Regions from separate parts of the Sus scrofa genome. Here region 1 is linked to region 2. A link is a contact called in public Hi-C data. All regions are on one chromosome and are shown on one strand. Each heading gives the region's core, a stretch centred on a gene start, on an enhancer-like site or on the middle of the called end of the contact. The rest is flanking DNA. Distances are from core to core; before and after follow the strand shown.

Region 1 (7,574 bases), core at 4,138-6,637, 99 kb after region 2:
TGTAGGTACAGGGTGTGTGTATAGGGATATGCGTGCAAGGTGTGTGTGCAGGGGTGTGTATATAGGGGTGAGTGCATAGAGGTGTGTATATAAGGGTGTGTGTGCAGGGGTGTGTACATACAGGGTGTGTGTATATAGGGCTGTGTGTGCAGGGTGAGTGTGCAGGGATGTGAATATATAGGGGTATGTGTGCTGGGTGAGTGTGCAGGGGTGTGTACATAGGGGTATGTGTGCCAGGTGAGTGTGCAGGAGTGTGTACATAGGGACGTGTGTGCAGGGGTGTGTCACACGGCCAGTCACATGGGCCCTCCCTGGGTCCAGGCTCCAGCGGGGCCTCCCCGTGTGCCAGCTCCCTCCCTCCCTCCGCCCTCCAGGGCCCTGGCCTCTGCTCTCTTCTCCAAAACAACATCAAGAGCCGCTTGGGAACAGCTCCCAGGGGATGCGCCTGCTCCCTCCTGTTTACCACCTGCCAGCCTCACCCCGCTGGGCTGCTCCAGGCTGCCACCAGCAGGTGTGTTTCCAGGTCCCTGTCCTTTTTCCCTACTCGCACCTTTGGGGGCCAGCTTGGGGACAGCTTCTCTCTCCTTCGATGCCAAGACCCTCAAACAGAGGGTGCTTCCCGGGCATCTCCTTCCTGCGGGGTGGGGTGGGGACCTTGTGTGGCAGAGGCAAGGCCAGGGGCTCAGAAGCTTATGGAGATGGCCCCAGGTGCCTCGCCCCACCCTCACCCTCTTCCTTGTTGGAGTAGATCATACAGGTTGCCCTGAAGACGGGGTCCACTAGGACCTTACGCTCTGGCCCAGAGGTTGCCCAATCACAGCAAATGTGCCAGGAGACTCCTGTTCTCACCTCCCCTGGAAGGGCGCTTTCCCCTCCCCTGGCCCTTGTCCTCACCTCCTTTTCTGCATCTTTGGTGGAAGGAGAGTCCGCCCTCTCCGCCCAGGACTCAGCCATCCCCCGGCCCACCCACCCCCTCCAGCCCCAGAGCCACAGGCCTCACTTCCACTTTCTCACAACAAACACGCTGTCCAGCCGTCCTCCCCCCAGGGAGTCTTTGATCCAGCCTCGGCCCAGAGCCAAACAGTCATTAAAAGAAAGTACAGCCAAGGAGAGGAAAAAATTGCTCTTCTGACAGGACAAAGCCAAACACCGTCACACGCCAGGGCCACTGGCCCTCTCCCAGGAACTCGGGGAGAACTTCTGGGGGTGGGGCCGGGGGCATGTGGGCAGCGTGGGGCAGAAGAGGCTGGTTATGGCTGGGTCCTTGCAGTCCAGCTGGGGAGCTGAGCCCAGCTGAGCCCTGGAGGAGGCCTTGAGGGAGGGGCTGGCCCCTGGGGGACGGCCACCCAGCACCTGGCACAGAGCAGGCCCCAGTGGGGAGGGCCGCCTGAGGGCTCTGCGGTGTCACACAGTCCCCAATGGTGTTCGAGAGGGGCCAGCACCAGCCTGAGCCTCTCACATGACAAGCAACCCACCGAGCTCTGCGAGCAGTGACCTGCCTGATGTCACAGAGCAGGTGGGACAGTCTTGACTGTTGCCACATTCCCTGTGGTCCCCGTGTGCCACACACCTGGCCTGTAGAGGACATCGCAGCAGGGAGAAAGGGGCCCTTGGGGGATTTCTCAGCCCTGAGTGGAGACACTGTAGCCCAGACAAGGTGCTCTGATGGCCCGGGGGGTGGGGAGGGGTGGCGGGGGTGGGGGGTGGGGGGGTGGGGGGGTGGCTGGAACACACACCTCCTGCTTCTCGCTGCCTCCAGCCTAAACTGTGATCCTCAGCAGCTGCTCACTGCGAGTGGGGACTCAGGCTGAGTTTTCAATACATGACCGAAGTTCGTTTTTACAACAAACTGGCAAATGAAGTGCTTTTATTACTCGCCCGTTTACAGAGGAGTAAGTTGGGACAAGGGACAGACTCAAGGTCACACTGCTGCACATGGTGGGGTCAGGACTCAAACCCAAGGTCTCTGACTCCAGGGTCCAGGGCCGGGGCTGAGAAGCGGACCCAGTCCTGCAGTCTCTGCCGCCTCCTGCGCCCCCAGGGCCAGCTGGGAAAGGTATAGGAGGAGCCTGGGGGATGCGGCCCTGCAATGAGATGCAGGCAGGCTGGGCCGTCCCAGCACCTGGACGCTCTGGCGGGGACCTTGGATAAGAAATGGAAAGGGCTCAGGTAATCCATGTAAAGCTCTTCAAAGAGGGGTAAGTGCAGTTAAAAGGCAAACGGTGTGGTCGTGATGGAAAGAGCACCTCCCCCAATTTGGAGGCTCTCTGCTGGAGAGGAAGGACAGGCAGGGGTCCATGAGGATGCAGGGACCAGTGAGGGCACTTTGAAAAGAAGAGAGGCGTTCTCATTGCGGTTCAGCAGGTGAAGAACCTGACATAGTGTCCATGAAGACACGGGTTCGATTCCTAGCCTCGCTCCGTGGGTTAGGGATCTGGCGTTGTCCCATGCTGCAGCCGCATAGGTCACAGATGTGGCTCAGATCTGGAGTTACCATGGCTGTGGTGTAGGCTGGCAGCTGCAGCTCCGATTCGACCCCGAGCCCTGGAACTTCCATATGCCGCAGACGTGGCTGTAAAAAGAAAAAAGAGAAGGAAAAAGGAAAAATGAAAAGAAGGGAAAAGCAGAGCTCAGGGGAAGCCCTCTTAGGGAAACCCACCTGGAGGAGTGGGAGGGCAGCCATTGGCTGGAGGACACAGGGACAGCAGTTGGGGCCACTTCTTGTAGGTGCTGGTCCTGGCTGGGCGTGGAGGTGGCCGGAGACATGGCCTGGGCTCTTGCTGTGGCTTCCTCTCTCTCCCAGCCACAGGCCTTTCCTGGTCTCTGAAGCTTCTCCTCCGAAGCCTGCCCCCATCATCTGTGCCCCAGGGGAGCTGCACTTTCTTGGAGGGGGGGTTAGGGCAGGGCAGGCCTCCTCAATACCTTCTTGCAGCCACAGCCGGGCTCCACACCATCCTCTGCCCTCCCGAGCGCCCTGTGAAACTAATTGCACCTGGATGATGGGGGAGCTGGTCTTCTGGCTCCAGACCCTGAGCCTGCCTTGGTTGCCATGGCAACAGCAGCCCTTGGGGAGGCAGGCCTGAAGACTGAGAGGAGGTGGGAAGCGGGAGTCACAGCCCAGCCCCCTTCACCCCTCTGTGCTGTAAGGGTGTGTGTGTGCCTGGTGCATGCCTGGGTGTGTGAGCAAGAGTGTGCACCACGGGTGGGTGTGCATGCCTTGGTGCGTGTCTCTGTGTGTACTGTGACCTACGAGCTTCTAGCCCTCGGTTCTGCGGGGGAAAGGGAGAGAAGGCAAAGGGGAGGGAAGGGGAGGGAGGAGAGGAGAGGAGAGGAGAGGAAAAGCACACTTTGGCCTGTCCTTCCAACGGCCTAGGGAGCATCTCCCCACTTTACAGATGAAGAAACCGGGGGACAGTATATGTTTTGAATGCGGCATAGTAGGGCGGTGGAGTTGCCCCTAGACCTGCGGGCTCCAAGCGCAGACTCTTCCTCTGCTCCCTCTGTCACTCCTTCTGGCTACAGGTGCAGGGCCTGAAATACCCACTTTTCCCCACCGTGATGGACCCTGTGCCTGGCACTCTTGAGCAGAGCTCCTGGCTCACCTGCCAGCCGTCCTCCTGGGGTGAGTTGGGAAGAGCTGTGCAGGAGGCCCCATCCTGACGAGGTCCCTGGGCAGGGGCAGAGCCTGGACCCCACGGGGCTGAGGACCAGGAGGCAGTGGCAGGGGAAAGGGTGTTGGGTGCCAAGCTCCACCCGACCCTGCTCAGCTGAGCACCTGCTGGCAGGTTGAGGGTCCTGAGCCTCCTGTGTCCATCACACTGTCCCTCCTGCTTCTCTTCACCTGGGGTGGGGGTGGCGACCTGGGCCACCTGTGGGAGAGGTAAATGGGCCCCCTCAATGGCAGGATCCCCTTCACCACCTGCGCTCATTGGGGGACAGGCAGAGAGCAACGCTCTTCCTTCCAGGGGAAGGTGGAAAGAGCCTGGGGGACAGATGGTCCTGGCTTCATGTGCTGCTCAGGCGCTCACCAGCTATGTGACACTGGGTACCTTTCTTACCTCTCCAAACCCTGGCCTTTTCATCCATAATAGGGCGCCTACCAGGCTGCCCGGGCTGCCCAACGAAGTACACAGACTGGAGGCTTAAACAACAGACATTTATTTTCTCACAGTCTTGGAGGCTAGAAGTTCAAGGTCAAGGTGTCAGCAGGGTTGGTTTCCTCTGAGGTCTCTCTCTCTTTGATGAGACAACGCCTGCCTTGTCCGTGTCCTCCCACGGTCGTCCCTCTGCATGTGCCTGTGTCCTAATCTCCTCTTCTTGCTTCCCAGTCTTCCTCTGTCATATTGGTCCATGTCCACCCATGTGACCTCAGGTAACTCTTTCATGTTTTGTTTTTTTTTTTTTTAATTTTTTTTTTTTTAATCTCCATGGCATACGGAGATTCCAAGGCTAGGGGTCTAATCAGAGCTATTGCTGCCAGCCTACGCCAGAGCCACAGCAATGCCAGATCCGAGCTGCATCTGTGACCTACACCACAACTCATGACAACTCCGGATCCTTAACTCACTGAGTGAGGCCAGGGATCAAACCTGCAACCTCATGGTTCCTAGCTGGATTCGTTTCCGCTGCGCCATGATGGGAACTCTTCTTTCACATTTTTAAAGGCCTGTCTCTAAATAGAATCATATTCTGAGACAGTGGGGGTTAGCATGTCATCATATGAACTTGGGGGGCTACAGCTTCATCCCTAACAGGGCATCATATGAGCAGCAGCCTCAGGTTTGGTGGGAGGGTCATTCATCATGGAATGTGGTTAGCACACCTGGGCACTGTCACCTGTGCAAGGTCTTCACCCATCATATTCTTTAACTGTCACAGCCCCAGGGGGAGTACAAGCCCACGGCCCCAGGAAAGAAAGTGTGCTAGGGTTCAGGGCCAGCTCAGGGGGGCCTTTGGCCAGGGCACAGCCTCCTCGAGCCTGCCCTCTGGGCTCCACCACAGGGAAGGGCAGGTGTGCACCATTTGCCAGGGCCATCCATACCCTTGGCCCAGTGGGCACGGTCCAGCCCTGGGGCAAGCAGGGCTAGGTAGCGGAGCACTCTGCTTCCAAGATGGGAAAACTGAGGCACAGCCATGCCACACAGGGCACTATAACAGGGGCTGAGAGGCACTGGGGCTGTGGGCCCAGCCCCGGGGGAGGTGGTGCCCAGCGAGCCGCGAGGAAGCAGGTGGCTGCCTTGCTATGCCCTGTGATCTGGGCCACCTGGCTCTTGAGAGGTGGGAGACAGGAGGTGGGCCGGGCCTGAGCAAGGGAAGGGTCCCCATGGCTCTGGTCCCCGGCCCCTGCCCCAGGCCCTGCCCTGCTGAGCCTCTACTTCCTGAGCCGGCCGCCAGGACAGGCTGGGATGCCGAAATCCTTCCTAAAAAGGAATCGAGCTGCGGTGGCCCAGGCTATTTTTAGACAATTGTGTTGAAAAATCCCCAAAGTATATGTAGGATCTTGTGTTTTTTGTTTTTTTTTTTCTTTAGAAGGAAAAAAGGGGGAGTAAGGGATCTCCCCTCCACTGGGAGGGGACCCACATTGCCAGGGCCCCCCAGCTGCCCAGCCCAGGGTTGCCAGGCCAGGCCTCACCTTGGCACCTCTTCACCCCTGGCTTTCAGGGGATATGGGACACACACCATCCCCTCAAATCACAGGTGGTGAGACTAAGGCCATATGGCCCTGTCCCCATCCTCAGGCTTCTCTTGAAAAAAAAAAAAAAAACTTTGGGGGTTATAATTGACACGTAATAAACTGCACGCATTTAAATAGTACAATGTGATATGTTCTGACCTATGTTTAAACCCATGAAGCCATCAACACAATTCAGTGACTATATCTGTCATCTCCCAAACTTGCCTCATCCTCTTTGTAACCCCACCTGCCTGCCCCTCTCTGCCCTTCTCAGTCCCGTCCTGTCCCCCGCAATCACAAGTCTGCTTTCTGTCCTATTGAGTAGTCATTGCATTTTCTAGAGTTTTCTGTAAATGGAATCATGAAGTCGGTTTTCTTTTTTTGAGTGGCTTCTCAAACTCATCATCATGACGTTGAAATCCATCCATGTTCTCGTGTGCCAACAGCCCATTCCTTTTTCTTGCCAGGAGTATCCCATTTTGTGGCTGGACCACAATTTGTTTCTCCGTTCATCTGTGGATGGGGATCTGAGCTGTTTCCAGTTTAGGGCTGTTAGGAGTAAAGCAGCTCTGAACGGACACGTACGGGTCTTTGCAGGGACAGATATTTCCTTTTCTTTTGGGTAACTACTCAAGAAAGGAATTTCTGGGTAACTCAATGCTAAACTTTTTAAGAAACTACTAAACTGTTTTCCAGAGCGGCTACATCATTTCACACTCCCACTAGCAACACCCAAGGGCGCCAGTTTCTCCACATTTGAGCCAACACTTGTTATTGTCTGTCTTTTTGATTATAGACACCCTGGTGGGGGTGAAGTGGTATCTCATTGTGGTTTGGATTGGCATTTCCCGCATGACGAATGATGAGCCTCTTTTCATGTGCTTGGTCGCACAGATCGCACTTCTCTCTTAAAGAAACTTTTAATTCTGAGATAGCTTTAGATTTACTGAAAAGTTGCAAAGATAACATAGATCCCCATATATGCCTCACGCAGTTTCCCCTAATATTAACCCCTTATGTTATCTGGTATATTTGTCACAACTGCGGAAGCAGCCCTGGTATATGGCTATTAAACTCTCAGCTTTATTCTGATGTCACCAATCCATTATATCCATGTCCCTTGGACGTCTTGGAACCTACACCACATTATATTGGGACTTACACCACATTATACTGTTATGTATCTATAGGTTCCTCTAGCTTGGGTCTGTTTCTCGGACTTTCCTTGTTTTTCATGCTTTTGACAGTTTTGAGGAGTGTTGTCAGATATTTTGTAGAAAGCTCCTCACTTTGGGTTCTTCTAAGGTTTTCTCAGGACTAGACTGGGGTTGTGGGTTTAGGGGAAGAAAACCACAGGGGTGAAGTGCCATCTCATCCCGTCCTGTCTGGGGTACATGTCAGCCCTTGGGGAGGTTGACCTCGATCCCTAGGCTAAGGTGGTGTCTGCCAGGTTCCTCATGGTAGCATTATGATTTTTCTGTGTTCCAAACTCTACTTTTTGGAAAGGAGCTGCTAAGCTCCCCCCACTCCCGAGTGTTAAGCTCCCCAAGCCTCACTGTGACTTGAGCATCTTCTGTGTCAGGTGCTTCACACTAATCTGTTCCTTAACCCCCAGCTCTCCCACTGTTTCTCTGGGAGAGATGCCTCTTATTCCTAAACTTGGCAACATTTGAGGTTACAAACGATCAGGCTTCAGTCATTCAAACCCTTTCTTACCTGTTAAGCAGGTAAGGAAACTGAGGCACAGAGAGGGAGATGACTCATGATCCCACTACCATTGGGAGCGGTCTTGGGGCACTGGGCAGGGCAGGGGTCCAGAAAGCTGTGCTGGCCCAGAGTAGGCATCTTTTGGTAGATGGGTCATTTGATGAATGAATAATAAGGACTTCCCTTTGTGATA
Region 2 (7,459 bases), core at 2,202-4,701:
ACCAAGTCCTCATGGATACTAGTCGGGCTGGTTACTGCTAAACCACAATGGCAACTCCTGGAAAAGCTTTTTAGATTAAAGCCAAACCCCCTCTGAGTAGGTATAATTGTTACGTCTGTATTCTTTCTGTTAGATGGATGGAGTGATCAGGTCAGTGACAGAAATTCTATTCAAACTTGAGATTCTTGGCTTGGGGCTACATTCTTTCTAATTCTTCAGTTTAACATTATTTAAATAACAATCACCATTTTCTCTCAATATCATGAAATATTCCATAGGCTTTTGGATCTCAGTAAATTTTGACTTCACAATAATGTGGCTTATTTTCCTGATTGCTGGTCTCTTCCTAAATTAGAAAGTTTATTTACTTAAAGAAATCTTTAAGAGAAGCCCAGTGATCATCTATGTAGAAGAATGTGCTTCGTGCAGTGGACAAATCCTTCACATGGTACATTTAAAAATTTCAGATAGGAGTTCCCGTTGTGGCGCAGTGGTTAACGAATCCGACTAGGAACCATGATGTTGCGGGTTCGATCCCTGCCCTTGCTCAGTGGGTTAACGATCCGGCGTTGCCGTGAGCTGTGGTGTAGGTTGCAGAGGCGGCTTGGATCCCGAGTTGCTGTGGCTCTGGCGTAGGCCAGCATAGGCTGGCAGCTACAACTCCGATTCGACCCCTAGCCTGGGAACCTCCATATGAAGCAGAAGCGGCCCAAGAAATGGCAAAAACACACACACACAAAAAAAAAAATTCAGATATTAATTTCACTAATAAATAATCTAATATTAGAGAGTCCCCTGAGCAAGGACTCACACTCTATGTTCCATCATTGACTCACAGCAAGATTTTGGGCAAGTCACTTAGCCTTATGTTTCAGTGTCAAAGTAGCCATAAAACTGAGTAAAGCATGACCTCATTACAAATCCAGTACACTTGAAAGCTGTGATGTGCTTTGATGCATTAAAGAATTACCAAAGGAGAACTCTAGCAGGTAAAATATGAAGAATCACAGTAATGGACTATATAATAATAAGTAAAACAATTTTGAAATACAGTTTTTAGCAAGTCAAGTCATGAAAAAGTTTCAAAGTGTTTTATTTGGGTGAAATAGGTTAAAAGAAAGAGGAAGAAACTAGAGAATGCCTGGTTTTCAAAACCATAGATTGTAGCAACTTCATTATAAGGAATGGAAGATTATCAGAAGTTAACAAGTCCTTAATAATTAATCACTTTATTTTTAGGCCATTATTTCCACCTACTTACACAAAGTTTTAAAATATATTTAACTATCTAAAAGCCTGGCAAAAGAATACAAACTCCCTTAGTGTGTTTGGCCATGTAGACTATAACTCACTGTATTATTGAATGTTCTTTAAATTGATTGTATTAGTCCCTTTCCCCCTATTTTTCTATTTCCAATTCTCCCATTAATACACTTCATTCCCCCTTTGTACACAGGATGATAATAGTGGGAGTTCCCATCATGGCTCAGCAGTAACGAAACCAGCTACTATCCATGAGGTCTCCAGGTCAATCCCTGGCCTTGCTCAGTGGGTTAAGGATCCGGTGTTGCTGTGAGCTATGGTGTAGGTCACAGACTCAGCTTGGATCTGGCATTGCTGTGGCTGTGGTGTAGGCTTGTAACTGTAGCTCCTATTCAACCCCTAAATTAGGAAGTTTATTAAAGAAACTTTTAAGAGAAGCCCAATGATCATCTATGTAGAAGAATGTGCTTCGTGCAATGGACAAATCCTTCACATGGTACATTTACCGTGTATATGGGAGCTTCCATATACCGTGGGTGTTTTGTCTAAAAAGACAAAATAATAATAATAATAATAATAATAATAATAAAGATGATGGTGATGAGCAGATGTATGAAGTGAAGGATGTCTTTCTCATCTGCAGAGGGATGGCCAGCACCATCCCCTGGCTTGCTGCTGCAGCTTCTCTTTAAATCATATAGCAAGATCACTCTTTCAGCATTCCAGAAGGAACATCGATCAGTAAGAACAGTTCCACAGATACTTGTCTGAGATTATCCCAAGAGTCCTGGGGCATCTGCAATGTGCCTGAACATTTTCCATTATTTTAAAACATCTTTCTGCAGGTTTTGTCAAAGCCAGGAACAAATATAACCAAGCCAAGCCCTTCCTAGTGGTGGAGCTTCTCAATCCCAAACTTTGCCACATCCTCTGAAAGATTAAGCAAATGATAACTTGCAACGGTTGCCCAGGCCCTGTAAACAAAAGATCAAATTCTGTGCTCTGCCTTGGCAAGAAAAGAAACTGCAGCATTTTGTCAAATTTTTTACAAAGTTCAGGGTCTCAGATTTATAACTGATATTGTCCTTTTTCTAGTTTACAGAAAATTTAAAGCATTAGTATACTTAAAGACTAAAATACTTGAAAAGGAATATAATTAAGATTGTACGTTAGAATATTGTCTAGCTCCATAGTGGAGTCAATTAGCTGTGTGTTCCAGCTGTGGTCTAGGGGATTCCAAATACCAATTTTTTTCTATCTTTATTTCTATGGATTTATGAACAAAGATCGGATCTCTCTCAGGACCAGGAAAATTACCCCCCCAAATTCAAAGCATGGGTTTTAAAGTCTATAGAAGATGCACAAGAACATTCATTTCAGTAAGACTGGAGTCAGGATGAATAGTACTTTCCATAGGAAAAAAACAGTAGGGGAGGAAGATTATTCAGGCACACGAAAACAAAAAACACCCCCCCCAAACTCAGTGGAAACGTAAAAACATTAAAATGACTGGCTAAGCATATGAGCACGACATAGATTTAGCAATTGACTATACATTAGTCTGACATTACTTCAAAGTATGAGGAAAACCGCTTATCCCTTCCAGACCCCTCTCCTCAAGGTGTGCGGTCAATGCCTGTGTCCCTAGCTCCCCGCGGCCGCCCCCTACCCTAACTCTAGGACCGTCCGCAGCTCCCCAGCAGAGGCAGCCAGCGGAAGACCCCGGGGCAAGGGGCCAGGGGAACCCCAATGCCCCAGCGGAGCCGTAGGAGATATGAGGTTGGGGTCCCACAGGAGTGGTGGGGCTGGGGTGAGGGGCGGTTGGCTTCTGAAGCCCAGGGCCGCCCCAAGTGGAGGCTATGCAGATGTTCTGGCCTCGCCCCGCCTTGGTAGGCATCTGCGGGGACTCTGCCCAGCACCGGTCCTGCGACCACCACGCCTCTCTCGTAACCCTCCGCTTCCAGGTCGCGGGTCCCAGCCGCGAGCCCCAACCCCGCAGTAGCCGGCGCGCAGGGAGCGGCGGGAGGCCGCGGGAGGCCTGGCGCGCCAGGGGGCGGGGCCAAGCAGGCAAGGTCCGGCCCTCACAGCGCAGCTCTGAGCCAGGCGTCCGAGGCCGCGGCGGAGGGATACCGAACGCCCTATATATACCGCGAGGCACAGACTCGCTCTTCGGCAGCGGTGGTGACAGCCTCGCGGACGCGGCGCCGTTACTCGTAGTTGGGCGGCGGCGCAGGCGGCGGCGGCGGCGCAGGCGGCATAGCGCTCAGCGCACACCTAGCAGCAGCAGTAGCGGCGGTAGCGGAGGCACCCCTGCGGTCACAGCCCCTGCGCTGGTGCAGCCACCTTCGCGCTCTCTGCTCTTCCTCCCTTCGTTCACACCATGGTAGGTCGGGAGTGGCAAACACCGGCGTAGCGGCTGCCAGCCCATCATTTCTTCCCCGATTTTTAGTTCAGTCTGTTTTTTCTTTTTTTGGTGTTTTTTTTTTTTTTTCTTTTTCTTTTCCGGGTGTTACGCAGCAGCTGCGGTTTAGGATGCATTCGAATTTGCATCTTGGTTTCCTCGACCGGGGATCTTCATTTAAATTTTGATCTCTCTTTGGAGCTGGACTTGGCCGTGGGCTGTCCCTGGGCAGGGGCTCTAGCCCCGGCTGCTCCGGAGCCTTCTGCATCCACCCCCTCCCCCAGCCCCGCATCTGTGCATCCAGCGCGCCGCACCCGAGGCTGCCCGCAGCGTTCTGCCTGGGTCGGGGCCCCGGGGGGCGGGGGAGCCGGGCGGGGCCCGGCACTAGACCCAGGCACTGAGGCGGCCGGTCGGGCGGGCTGCGGAGAATGAATGGGTCGGAGCGAGCCGGTGGCGCACGCTGCTCCAGCCCGGGCGTGGGGAGCGCCGTCAGCCTTGCCCCCCCCACCCCCATCGCGGTCCCTTCCCGGCGCCCTCTCCCCGCGCGCTTTCCTCCTCCCTCCCGGGGGGCGCGGCGCGGGCGTGGGTTGGGAAGGAAGGAGTCGGGGAAGGGTGGGGTGGGGGCAGGAAGGCGCGGGGTGGGGGGCGGAGAGGGCGGAAGCGGCGGGCCTGCCGCCCTGCACCCGGGCGGGGCCCTGCCTTGTGGCCGGGTCTCGTGTCTCCCTGTTTCGCACTCCTGCAGCCCCCCACCCAGTGCGGCAGTAAAGATGTGCGTGGGCCTCGGTACACCAGGAGGTCCCTTCCCGCGGGAGGCGCTCGGCTCGCGCTAATTGGGGCGGGTGGGGGGCGGCGGGGGAGGAAGAAGCTGGCGCGCGTCTCGGTTTCCAGTAGAGACGCAAAGTTTCTGCTCCGGGAGGAGGTGGCGGCGCGGCGGCTTCGCCGCCTGGGGGAGCAGAAGGGGGTGGGAGGCGCGGGGCAGACTTGGCCCCCACCCGCCGCGCAGCCCGGGAGTTGGGGTGGAGGTAGGGGTCTCCCTGGCCTGGGAGGGGCGGCGCCCCTCCCACCCCGCGGGCCGCCTGGACCCCTTGAACCCGCCAGTATCGGGGGCTGTGCTTCCCTGCCTGGCCCCTCGCCCGGCGTTCCCCCACCCCGCCGCGCTTCCCAGTCTGAGGGGAGATGCCGTCCACGTTTCCGCTTTTTCTGCGGCCTCTAGATTGCCAGATGCGCCTGTACGCCTTGCTGGGTGTGTTTTCCACAGCCCCCTTCCTCCCTGGGCCAGCAGGGCTGACATCACCCGCAGTGTTTTCTGGTTTGGCGGGGTGAGGAGAGGCTCCGGGGCAGGTTCAGGCGTACCTTTGCCCCCAAGTCAACGCCATTTGATGATGAGGGTGTATTTCTTTGTTGAGGAAGACGGATGTTCTCGGTAACCACGCTGATAGGAGAATTTTGCGGCGAGATGAGACTGTCTCCCCGGTGAAGTGACAGCTCCTCTTGCGAGGTGTGGCAGCGCTTCCTGTTGTACAAGACAGACATTGCCCTGGCATTACATAAATCATCATGTCTCCTTCATGAGTATAAAGAAAACCAACTTGCTGTGATTGGGATAGAAAAGAAGGAAGATTCAGTTCTAATTTGAAAAAATGAATGCCCCCCCATCGATATATTGGAACATCATTCCTATTGTGAAAGTTTTTATTTAGGAATTAGGATAAAGTTAATGCTGTCAGCTTTCTCTTCGGACTTGTTTTGGAACTGGCTTCATTAGGCATCCTTCATTAAAATTAAAATACGTATTAGCTCTCTTTGAGATCTGGAATTCCCCTGGCTGGAGGCACATGTTCAGTGTGTCAGAGACCAAATAATACAAGTGAGAATTACCTTCGTGGCCATTACCACCTCTAGTAAAGTATGTTTACTGTAAGCAGCTTTTATGTCGTCTAAGTGGGTAGAGTAAATATCTTCTAGCAAAGTTAAAAGTTCTTTTCTAGAAAAGAGAGGGTATGGACTCCTTAAATATAGTTTTCTTTGTACTTCATTTTTGCAGTTTTGTAACAGCTTGGTTGTAGGACCATTCTGTTTTTCCCTGGCTTCTGAATCTTGGGATAATTTGAGGCTTTTAAACAAATAACTGCCTAGTTTAAACGAATGGAGAGCATTTGTTACATGGAAATGAAGTTGGTAGGGTAACCCATTGCTAATGTATTTATTTTTTCCACCTAATTGTATCCCATAAGTAGATATAAAAGCCTGTTAATCCAAACCAGTGCCATTATGTAACGCCAATTTGGAGATTTGGAGCGCCCGCAGCAATGCGCAAGGTGCACTAAAAGCCTGCCCCTGGACCTGATCCTGGCTGCAGCGGCTGGGTCCCTTCTTGAATGGAAGAAGGGACTGCGGTGGCCCTGGCGCAGTAGGTGGCGCTCTTCTTTCTCAGAGGTGCCCCTGCAGCTGATGCAATGGGCCTTTTGCCACTAGAGGTGCCATTTTTCAAATTATTTACTGACCCTTCGTAGTTAGACCTCAGAGCACACAGCCGTCCAGTCCATAGGTCCAGAAAAGAAAACCTGAAATGAGATGCTGTCACTTCCTGTCATCCTTTGTTTTTAAAATAGCATAAAGGGTTCTCTTGTTTTTATTGAATGACAGTGCTAAAGTTTTCAGGGTTTTTTTGAATGATCACTATTAAAAGTGTAATTGGAAAAACTGTGTTGATCTCAAAGTCTCCTTTTCTTTTTCTGTGTAGGCTGATCAGCTGACCGAAGAACAGATTGCTGGTAAGTTGTTGACTTAAGGGGGTTTCAATAGCCCAGAACTAGGTAGACTTAGTTTTGGTGACTCCTGTGTCCCCTCCCCCCTAGAGTCTGAGCAGTTTTCTAAGAATTTATTTAAATGAAAACAATAAGAGAATTTAGGTCAAGTGTTAGTCCTTGTCAGTATTTTGTAGATAATGTGAAAGGAGCTGGAACTAAGAATATTTCAGTATTTGACTGTGCTTCGTGGTGTGCTAGGCTTTGTGTATGTGATGAGATTGCATTGAGCATGCTATTCAAACATGTAGTTTAGAATTCTTATGCCCCAGTTTCTTTTCAGTAATTCACCATGAGAGCTTCTACTTGCTATTCTAAGTGGGAATGGGTGAAAATGAGTGTTAGGACCACTATAATAATTGGGAAGGGAATGACGTTAGTTTAGATTTTGGCAATTAATATTCCCAGGAGGGCTTTTTGGAGACGGTTTCTCTTCAGGAAACCAGGAATGCCTTTGAAATGCTCTGAATGCCATGTAGGGAGAACACTCTGGTTATGCGGGGATGTACATTTCTGGTAACCACCTCTTCATGTTGCTGTGAAACGGAGTTCTTATGGCTGTAGATAGAAATTTAACAGGAAGGGACCTTAAGGGGACAGGTGGGCCAATCTTCACCTGTCAGATTGCACTTAGAATTAATGTAAGCATGTTGAAGCTTAGCCTTCTTTTAAAATGTGAGAGTATGGTAGGTTTATGGAACTGGTTACCAGGAGTGACATTTGCTCTGTGGATTGCTGCGTGGAGGCCAGCCCAACAGGACTGCTGTGGTCTTTGTTTCAGTAGATAAAGACCAGGCAGTTTCTGTTAACTTGTACAACTTGGACGGCTTGCTTTGGCAAGTTCAAGGGAAGGGTATGCTGTGGCTGGGTTGGGTAAAGACATTCATTCTAAAAGGTGGTAAACTTTTGTTTTCAGAATTCAAGGAAGCTTTCTCCCTATTTGACAAAGACGGCGATGGCACCATCACAACAAAGGAACTTGGAACTG

The links. Hi-C and Micro-C count contacts between places; a contact is called where the count stands out from the background.
Region 1: a contact with region 2 is called in a Hi-C map of skeletal muscle, with 5 times the contacts expected there. The contact joins the enhancer-like site here to the promoter of CALM1 in region 2. A contact is called at or near these places in 5 of 47 Hi-C or Micro-C datasets (brain, epiblast stem cells, liver and 2 more) and 2 of 2 datasets of contacts at active chromatin or transcription factors (alveolar macrophages and skeletal muscle).

What each region holds. Positions count from the first base shown.
Region 1 is chr7:112,254,879-112,262,452 of Sscrofa11.1, forward strand. No RefSeq gene overlaps it. Among named protein-coding and RNA genes, the nearest start is that of CALM1, 98 kb to the left of the region's middle. Within about 2 kb of position 5,388, at least 18 of the 83 cell types and tissues checked have an H3K27ac peak or open chromatin away from gene starts, as enhancers often do. A contact at or near this core is called in retroperitoneal adipose tissue and skeletal muscle, where this site is marked.
Region 2 is chr7:112,157,372-112,164,830 of Sscrofa11.1, forward strand. CALM1 (calmodulin 1) reads left to right here and starts at 3,452. Exons shown (of 6, transcript NM_001244210.1): 1 at 3,452-3,646; 2 at 6,408-6,438; 3 at 7,388-7,459. The coding sequence starts at 3,644.